Regions from separate parts of the Danio rerio genome. Here region 1 is linked to region 2. Evidence: chromatin contacts called from public Hi-C data. All regions are on one chromosome and are shown on one strand. The core of a region is the stretch at or near the end of the contact, and the rest is flanking DNA. Distances in the headings are between cores, read along the strand shown.

Region 1 (4,676 bases), core at 540-3,039, 400 kb after region 2:
CTGTAACTGAGTAGTGGTAAACTGCTGCCAATAAGTTACAGTAGATTCTACAGGAAATTGTTAACCATGCAAGACTTCACATTGCCATTCCTGTACAAAGTATGAACTACATGAATTTTCTAATGCATTAATTAATGTTGTTTTTAATTATTTGTGTTTCTCAATGAATACTTCGGGGATACTAAATAATATCTGAACAATAAAACAATGCTGAAGGTGTTGTGTTAATTTTGTGCTTAGTATCTTAAAGTCTTATATATCTAAAGTTATGGTACTGACTAGTATGGCATAACTGATTTGTAAAAAATTATTATATTATATTATATTATATTATATTATATTATATTATATTATATTATATTATATTATATTATATTATATTATATTATATTTATTATATTAATTCATTTTCATTTCGGCTTAGTCCTTTTAATAATCCAGGGTCGCCACAGTGGAATGAACCACTAACTTATCCAGCACGTTTTTACGCAGCGGATGCCCTTCCAGCCGCAACCCATTTCTGGGAAACATCCACACACACTTATTCACTATGGACAATTTAGCCTACCCAACTCACCTGTATCGCATGTCTTTGGACTGTGGGGGAAACCGGAGCACCCAGAGGAAACCCACGCGAATGAAGGGAGAACATGCAAACTCCACATAGAAACGCCAACTCAAATAGCCGAGGCTCGAACCAGCGACCTTCTTGCTGTGAGGCGACAGCACTACCTACTGTGGCACTGCGTTACTCTATATTATATTATAATATTTTATGTTATGTTATGTTATTTTACATTATATTATATTATATTACAATATATTATATATTTTTACATCGTATTATATTATAATATTTTATTTTATATCATATTATTTTACATTATATTATATTATAATATTTTATATTATATTATGTTATATTATTTTACATTATATTATTTTACATTATATTATATTATTATAAATTATATTATAATATTTTATTTTTCATTATAGTATTATACAGTATATTATATTATAATTTTTATATATTATAATATATCATTTTACATTATATTATTTTACGTTACATTATATTAAATTATTTTTCACATAATTAACACTTTTTATCATTGCTTTAGCTTGAAATATACGAATGCATAGAACTGAAACTTAAAATAAGACAAAAGTATATGTAATGCACGCATAATAACGTTAATAGTTATTATTTATCACGAAGATTGAATAATTCAACACTTTAATGTTTTTTTCTCCTTTTTTTCACTGACCTGTAATTAAAGTTACATACTAATTCGTTTACATGGTTTGCATTCAAGTATGCGCGCGTATAATTTAGAGTATAATCTTGAAAAGTTATTTTTTCTCATCTAATAATTTATTATTTTTAATAATTTAATCAAGTTTTTTTATTATTATTTCAGCCCGTGCATGTGAAACATGCAGTGCTTTGTTGTTTTTAAATGTAGTTTTCAGTAAGTTTGTAAACTTGTGTGACATCCTTCAAGTTGTCTCTCCGGCACACATGACAAGAGCGCGCACTCCGATGTACAATGCGCCTCATGAGAACATTCCAGTTTGGTAAAGTCAGTTTGGAATTTGAATAGCACAGAAGAACCGCCTCTCTGTGATTGGACAAGATCAAAACCTCTGAGAGGAATCCGCTTGTCACTCAACGGCATTCTGGGCCTCTGATTGGCCGCTGGCGAAGTGGGCGTAAAGTTCTCCGCCATATATATACTATGGCAGCAAGCGCAGGCTAATGATTGCCTACGCTCACACGTTGAGGCAGAAACGACCGCGTTCAATGTTTCTCCACAGAGCTGACTTAAGCCTTCGTCCCCGAACGAAATATCGTGATTCTGACTAAAAGAAAGTTAGTTTCCTTCGTCGGAGAGGTGGGAAAGCATCAGCAGCCCGACCATGATCAACACCATGGAGTGTGCAGTGGATGCACAAAGTCTGATTTCGATATCTTTACGGAAAATCCACAACTCCCGTACGCAGAGAGGAGGAATCAAGCTGCACAAAAACCTGCTGGTCTCCTATGTGCTGAGGAACGCCAGGCAGGTCTACATGAACGAGAAGTACGCGGAGATCTACAGGATGCAGCAGTACGAGGAGGTGATGACGGTCTGCAACGAGATCCAGGAGCTGAACCCGCTGGATCTGGCGGAGGACTGTGAGGATCAGACGGCGGACTGCTGCGGCAGCGCGAGCGAGTCAGCGAGCCTCTGCGGCGCGCTCCTGCCCGCCGTCGGTCACCAGACTTCACCGGCGGCGCAGCACATACAGCCGGCCAGCGCCTGCTCGGTGCCCCTGGCTCTCCAAAGCGAGGAGGTGTGCAAAGCGGCGCCGGAGCCCTCGTTCTACCGCAGCTGCTGCGCGGAAGCCTACCCCGTGTCCAACTGTGACTTTTCGCCGGTAAACAACATGCACTGCAACAAAACTACAGTGCTCGACTTGGACACGCATGTCGTTACCACAGTAGAGAACGGGTATTTGCACCAGGACTGCTGCGCTTCGCTCCAACAGTGCTGCCAGGGCGCACAGAGCCCGGCCAAGAAACGCAAGCTTGACTTTGGTTACTACGTGTCCGAGATCGAGGAGGCACCGGATTTTACGCCGTGCAAAAGAGCGAAATTCGAGGACTCCTCATACGCGATCACGGAGCCCTTAGACACGTCGAACATTTCCAACCTCATCTCGATCTTCGGCTCGGGGTTTTCGGGACTGGTGAGCAGACAAGCGGACTTGGAGCAAGCCTTAAACGGACAGTTCTGTAGCAAACAAGCCCTGGCGAGTTTAGGGGCTTGGACGCGAGCTATTGTAGCCTTTTGACTCTGTGGTTAATGCGAATTCAGATACTTTATGAAATTGTACAAAGTCTAAGACAAATTGACTTTTATTTTTGCAGCAAAGTTATTTAAGCCTTTCTGTTTTTATTTTTGGTTTGTTTTTGGTTTCGTTTCAGTGGGGGAGGCGGACAGTGGTTGTAGCCTACCACTTGTGATGTATCCTTTAAAACAAATGTCGATATTACAAACAAACGAAGTTGAATTTCGTTGCCTTAAACCCAACGCAGACTGCTAGCTATATGGCCACAAACATGGGAAGTCTCTGAATGTTTCGCTCGTGGATTGTTTCTTTTCTCTTTCTCCTCTTCCCCAGGAACTTTCGCAAAGATGTATTGTAAAAGAGCATTACTACTCACACGTAATGTTGGGAATAACGGGCTGCAAACGGGGAAGCCTACCCACTGCACGCTTATTTCTCAGTCTTTGGGCAGCCGTGTCATATTCTCTGACCAGTTTACCAGTAGAGCAGGCTACAGCAAGAGCTCGTGCTGTATGGAGCTCCAGGAAGAGCCCTGGCGCGCACAGACTACATTCTGTAATATCATATAAGGCAATCAAGTAGGCTAATGAAGGTGCAATATTTTGACCCCCCTCCCTGTCCGAGTTTGTTGTTTTCTGTATTCTCAAATGTGCTGTTGAAAGTGGAGAGGACTGGTGCGTTTTGTTGACTGCACTGACCTACAGCTCCAGTTCCTCTCGAGTGTGTTTGTAGTTCCTATGCCAGTCACCTCATCAACACTGAACGTTGGGGCCATTAATTAACACTACAACTCCCATAATGCACGCCGTGATTTAACCTGCCAGGTGTTTTTGTTGACTATCCAGTCTCCAGCGTTAACCATTTCCCGCCCCCTTGCTCTCAGAAAAAGAAAAAGTTTAAGCCTTCACAGTAATTCATGATGCCAGCATTTGCTTGGTTTTGTGGGTTTGATTTTATTTTCTACAATCTTAGACCTTTTGTTCTAAAAAGGCAATCTCATAAATTAGCCATACGTCCTCACATTATATAAGCACTATGTGTATTGAATTAAAGACGTTTTCAGACGTATTCTCCATATTTTGTTGGTATTCTTGTATTTTTGTGCATATTAAATTGTATATCACCGGGTAAAACTGTTTTAGAAAGTATTTGTTTAAAATTTATAACCTTAATAAAAAATCAAACTTATTTTCTTTTGTATTGTCTCATTGTTGCACCTTTTCATCAACCAAGAGTGTCTCTCCACAGCTGACTAATTTAGGCCTCATGTTCAGTGAGCCTGACTTGACAACACAAACATCAACATCTTTATCACTTCTGTCATTATATATCAGCCATGTTTCACAGCCCTTACTTTAAACAGAAAAAAACACAACTAAAGAACTATTACACAACTACAGCAAGCATTTCTGTAGCTCTGGCCTTAACTTTGCATGATTTCATATGTAGACTAGATATTTTCACCTATTGTTTACCTGTTTTGGATCACCTGAAGTTTAATTTATAGATATATGCCCTTACCTGAGGGTAATTAAACTCACATTCTGCCTTAAATTAATCTATAACGACTTACGAGAAAGGAAAAGTGTCCCTCAAAGAGAATAAAGCAAAGTAATACACTCAAATCCAACATTGAAAACGAGCTGTAACTTTTACCTGACGCACGCGTCACATTCTGGTGGCGGGCACTGTGTTCAAGGCGCGCGCACTTTTTTAGCCAGAAACTCTCAGTAAACTTGCAGGCTGTGTTATCTCTGCTGTATGCCACATGGTGGTGTTCTTCAAAATCAATGAATGAAGGTATTAGAGCGCCTATGTAGCGGCACCTCGGGCTGACC
Region 2 (4,765 bases), core at 142-2,641:
AAGACGTGACCTTCATCCTCAAAATTTTCAGTTAAGGACATTAATTTAAAGGGTTCAGCAAACAGTAAGTTGTTTAACCTCCTTACTTTATGCTGCCCATACAAATACATTTCTTAAATGAATATCCTATAAACCACAGTATACAACAGTATCAGAATGGCAGAGAGAGTATTTGATCTTTTGTCATTGGAATATATTACCCACAAACTAAGGAGAAAATGTATACCATTTATCAGATCTTCTCTGTAAGTATGTAGCTCCCAGGACATCAGGTACTATTTTGCAAAACCTTTGTAGATGAGCATTAAGCCTTGCTAATTAGTCTATGCTTGTATTATTAATACTTTGTGTATTTTTTTTGTCTTCTTTTTGAGGTGCAGTTTATGCTGTGATGATGATAATGTGATGCTGAGCACTTGTGATCTCTAGTCAGTGTCTGTTGTTTTGTTTTGTTAAAGCAAAAAAGAGAGAGAAAAAAAATAGCAGTTAAATTTTTAGTACAACATAACAACTTGTGTTTAGCATATCATCAAGCAGGACTTTTTAGACGTATCAAGAGTCCTAAAACTGAATATATTGCATTGATATTGCTTGGTGGCATATAACAAGATACTGATGCAACGTTAGTAACGTACTTGTTGTAGAGCCTGAATATTACTGTAAACGTATGATTGTGCCTCAAAGAGAAAAAGGTGAGATCTCCACGACGGATTGGCTGACATGTTAACACAGCACTCTGCAGTTTACACAGAAAACATTGAGCTGAAATGAATATCTCTGCCTTTCAAACACACTTACCAAAAATCAGCTAGCATGCAGGCCAGACTTTTTCAAAAATCTATCTTATCAAGTTAATCTCAAAAACAGGCTCAGCCGCCATTCAATACAAGCATATCTTACAAACCCAACGTCATTCGCGAATACACAATAAAATAAAGCAGTGCAGAAGCACTCACCATTTCCAGTAGAATCAGTACGAGGAGAGCGCTAGCTAGCCGCGCTAGCTAACAGGTGTCAACTCAAATCGATATCGCTCTACAAAGGAGAAACTTTCGTTTTCACAGTCGAGTCATAATCTGAATTAGTCGGGTGACAATTAAAACATTAATCATGAACAAAAATGAGCAAATCTCCCCGTCAGCTGCCATTAATTAAACATCTAGAGTCCCACTCTAGCATTATTATGTACAGTATGAATCTAACGGAAACGCTTTGACTCAGAAAATGTAATCGATCTATAATCGTTCACGGTTTACGACTGTATTATTTAACAATTTAATATCATACGTGAATTTAAAGCAAGTTCATTGCTGTTTTTTCTGTATTTTTTTTTCTCTGGAGTTAGCTGGCTAGGCTAAAAGGGAGCCTCCGTTAGCAATGAGGAATTACAGCGACAGGAAGTTGAGGGAAGAGCAATTTGACACGAGCGGGCGGAAGTCAGGGGGAGTGTCCACCCCCTGTCACTTTTCAAAACATGGCAATGATGGAGTTTAAGGTTCACAAATACTGTATGCAAAACTACCTAGCCTTTACGCATGTAACTTACATGCTTATAGATGCTTTAACATACTATTAGTTAAAAGTCAAGTAGATGTTGTTTATGTGGCGCGGCTCGTTTGATGGCCACCAGAGGGCGTATTATGTCAGCAAACTGAGCAGTTCGGTCATAAAAGACTGCTGGTCTGGGTGGCTAAAGGTTTGTCTTTTATATTTTTAGTAAAGCTTTTTATAATAACTAATCCATATAATAGTAACTAGTATGTCATATTGTTTAATTAATTATAACCTAAGATATAGCAATTAAATAAATCTGAATAAGTACGAGGTTATGTGCTAACAAATGCATGACTGCAAAAATAAAAATTAAATAAATAATAAAAATATGATAACATTTTAATAAAAAATGAAATTGATAACAATAAAACTGGCTCACTTGTTAGTGCTGTCACTTCATAGCAAGAAGTTCCGCTGGTTTGAGTCACGACTAGGCCAGTTGGCATTTCTGTGTGGAGTTTGCATCTTCTCCCCATGTTCACTTGGGTTTCCTCCGGGTGCTTCAGTTTCCCCCACAGTCCAAGCACATCAAGTCCAATCCGCTGTAGTGTATGTGTGTGAATGAGAGTGTATGGGTGTTTCCCAGAGATGTGTTGCAGCTTAAAGGGCATCCGCTGCGTAAAACATATCCTGGATAAGTTGACGGTTCATTCCGCTTTCGCGGCCCCAGATTAATAAAGGGACTAAGCCGAAAAGAAAATAAATGAGTGAAAACTGTATTTAACAAATATTTTAACATTTTCTGAATAACAACTTTTAGTTTTTTTTCTTTACGGTTTTAAAAAAAAGTAATGGCTAATTGAAAACTGTAAATATTTAGCTGATAATTAATTTTGTTTTTAGTTAAGCTAGTGTCTAAATTTTGAATGGCTAGGACAATGTTTAATGTTTCAAACTGTGTGCAAATTATAAAAAATAAAATTGTGTGTTTAGATTATATCACATACAAACAGTAAAAGTAATAGTTAGTTTGCAACTTGACCATTTAGAACCTGATGATAAATATAGGCAGCTCTGTTCCAGGTCCAGTTTTACTTAGTTACAGTAGGCCTAGGCGGTGGGCAGTATGCAATCAGGATTGCTCTGGGACAACTCTGTTTTTAAAATGGATTAATACTAGGCATGGGATGATACCTGTTTTCAAGGTATACCGCAGTTTGGAAAAGTCAAGGTTTTAAAACTGGCAAAGTTTTCTGTTATACCATTCCTAAGGTATGTGTACGTTGTTTATTCAAGTTTTTGTTTTTTTGTTTTGTTTTTTAGGACAACAGTCTCTCCAGCAAAAAAAAAAAAACATAAAAAAATGCAATTTTAACATGTAGAGAAATCTGTGTTCAAATGAAGGCACCAGAAGTCAATGATTTATTTTTAATTATTTAGCTTGACATGTTTACTGCTCCAAAATATTTAATATGTTCTTCATAATAAAATATATTGTGTTCTAAAGGGTTAATTATTTTTTTTTACACAGACTTTTAAAAATAACTTTAGTGCAATAATCATAATACCCTGAAACCTGGATATTATTATCCAAGGTTATCATACCATCAAAATCATAGACCAGCCCATGCATACTCACAACACTATTTATCTGCCTGTCCCTTCATCCATCCATCTACTTACTAGGCCAGTGCATGTACAGTTGAAGTCAGAATTATTACCCCCCTTAATTTTTTTTTTCTCTTTTAAGTATTTCCCAAATGATGTTTAACAGAGCAAGGAAATTTTTACAGTATGTCTAATAATATTTTTTTCTTCTGGAGAAAGTCTTATTTGTTTTACTTCAGCTAGAATAAAAGCAGTTTTTATTTTTTTTAAACCATTTTAAGGACACAGTTATCAGCCCCTTTAAGCTATATATTTTTTCGATAGTCTACAGAACAAACCATCATTATACAATAACTTGCCTAATTACCCTAACCTCACTAGTTAACCTATACCTAGTTAAGCCCTGACACTTTAAGCTGTATAGAAGTGTCTTGAAAAATATCTAGTCAAATATTATTTACTGTCATCATGGCAGAGATGAACTAAATAAGTTATTAGAAATTAGTTATTATAACTATTATGCTTAGAAATGTGCTGATTTTTTTTCTCTCTGTTAAACAGAAATTGTGGAAAAAATAAACAGGGGGGGGGGGGGTGTAATAATTCTGACTTCAACTGTATGTATGTGAGTGTAACTGTGAGCTTTAAAATCTGGAGTTTTCCATGTACAGCTCCAGCTGGATAGGCACAGGGCACCAAAAACTATATCCCTGGAAAACAGAAGTCTGGAAAAAAGCTATAAAAAAAATGTGTGATAAATCTATGCATTTTCACAGTGATGCCATTGACGAGCAACTTTTGCTTTGCTTTTCTAAGAACTACTTTTTCATAACTGTTAAGATCAATTTGATGACCTAAAGACCCTTTATTTCATTATAGAGAAACTTTTTATGGAATGAAACAGATGTTAAAGGTTCTTCAATGAATCATCAATGCCAACAAACATCTATTATTTAAGAGTTTTTTTTTTTAGATAAAATAAGCCTAAATGGTTTAAGGCAGTTATATGTGTAGATAATAACAAAGTGAAGCACTACCAGTCAATAATGACAAGATGACTAAATTACTGTGAGTTTGAACACACACAGTAAAGGTATATATTGTATAAGCAGCATTCAGGGAGGAGTTTTAGTAAGAACGCTGCGCATCTGTTGAACAGAGATAGTGTCACTACTGCATGTAAACACAAAACAGTCCTACCAAGGCCAACGGATATCTACCACCTGCTGTTAACACCATGTCCACCGAGGCATGACATGACAGTAGCGAGGTGACCCAACATTCCACAGCCGAGGGCATCTGAGCCCAGCCAGCCCATTAAAATTGATGGACTGTCAGGTGAGGTATAGCTGAGCCCAGAACAGATAGTAAAAAGTGTAGATATCTGGAATAATCAGTCTGCATAGTTCACATATGGGGAGAAGGAGCTCTAACAGGCAGCAGCAGTGTTTGTACTGAAGTCATGAAGTAATGTTTTGATCAAAAATAACCAGATTCATTTTGATTTAATACAAAATATGTAGAATCAGTCAGACCAAATAATAAAAGGTCTCATTTATTCTCCATTTTCTAGTGCTTTTTGTTTTCTGTACCTGCTACCAGTATTCATTAGACGGATATTTTCCATGAGCAGAAACCAGTTGGTTGAACTGATTCAACAATG

The links. A called contact is a pair of places that touch in the nucleus more often than the background predicts.
Region 1: a contact with region 2 is called in a Hi-C map of hematopoietic stem cells, with 2.6 times the contacts expected there. The contact joins the promoter of ier5l here to the promoter of fbxw2 in region 2. A contact is called at or near these places in 1 of 18 Hi-C or Micro-C datasets (hematopoietic stem cells) and 1 of 4 datasets of contacts at active chromatin or transcription factors (embryo).

Annotation. Positions count from the first base shown.
Region 1 is chr5:33,409,822-33,414,497 of GRCz12tu, forward strand. It overlaps ier5l (immediate early response 5-like), which reads left to right and starts at 1,790. Exons shown (of 1, transcript NM_199754.1): 1 at 1,790-4,026. The coding sequence starts at 1,924. The coding sequence ends at 2,841.
Region 2 is chr5:33,011,614-33,016,378 of GRCz12tu, forward strand. fbxw2 (F-box and WD repeat domain containing 2) reads right to left here and starts at 1,392. Exons shown (of 7, transcript NM_001018165.1): 1 at 957-1,392.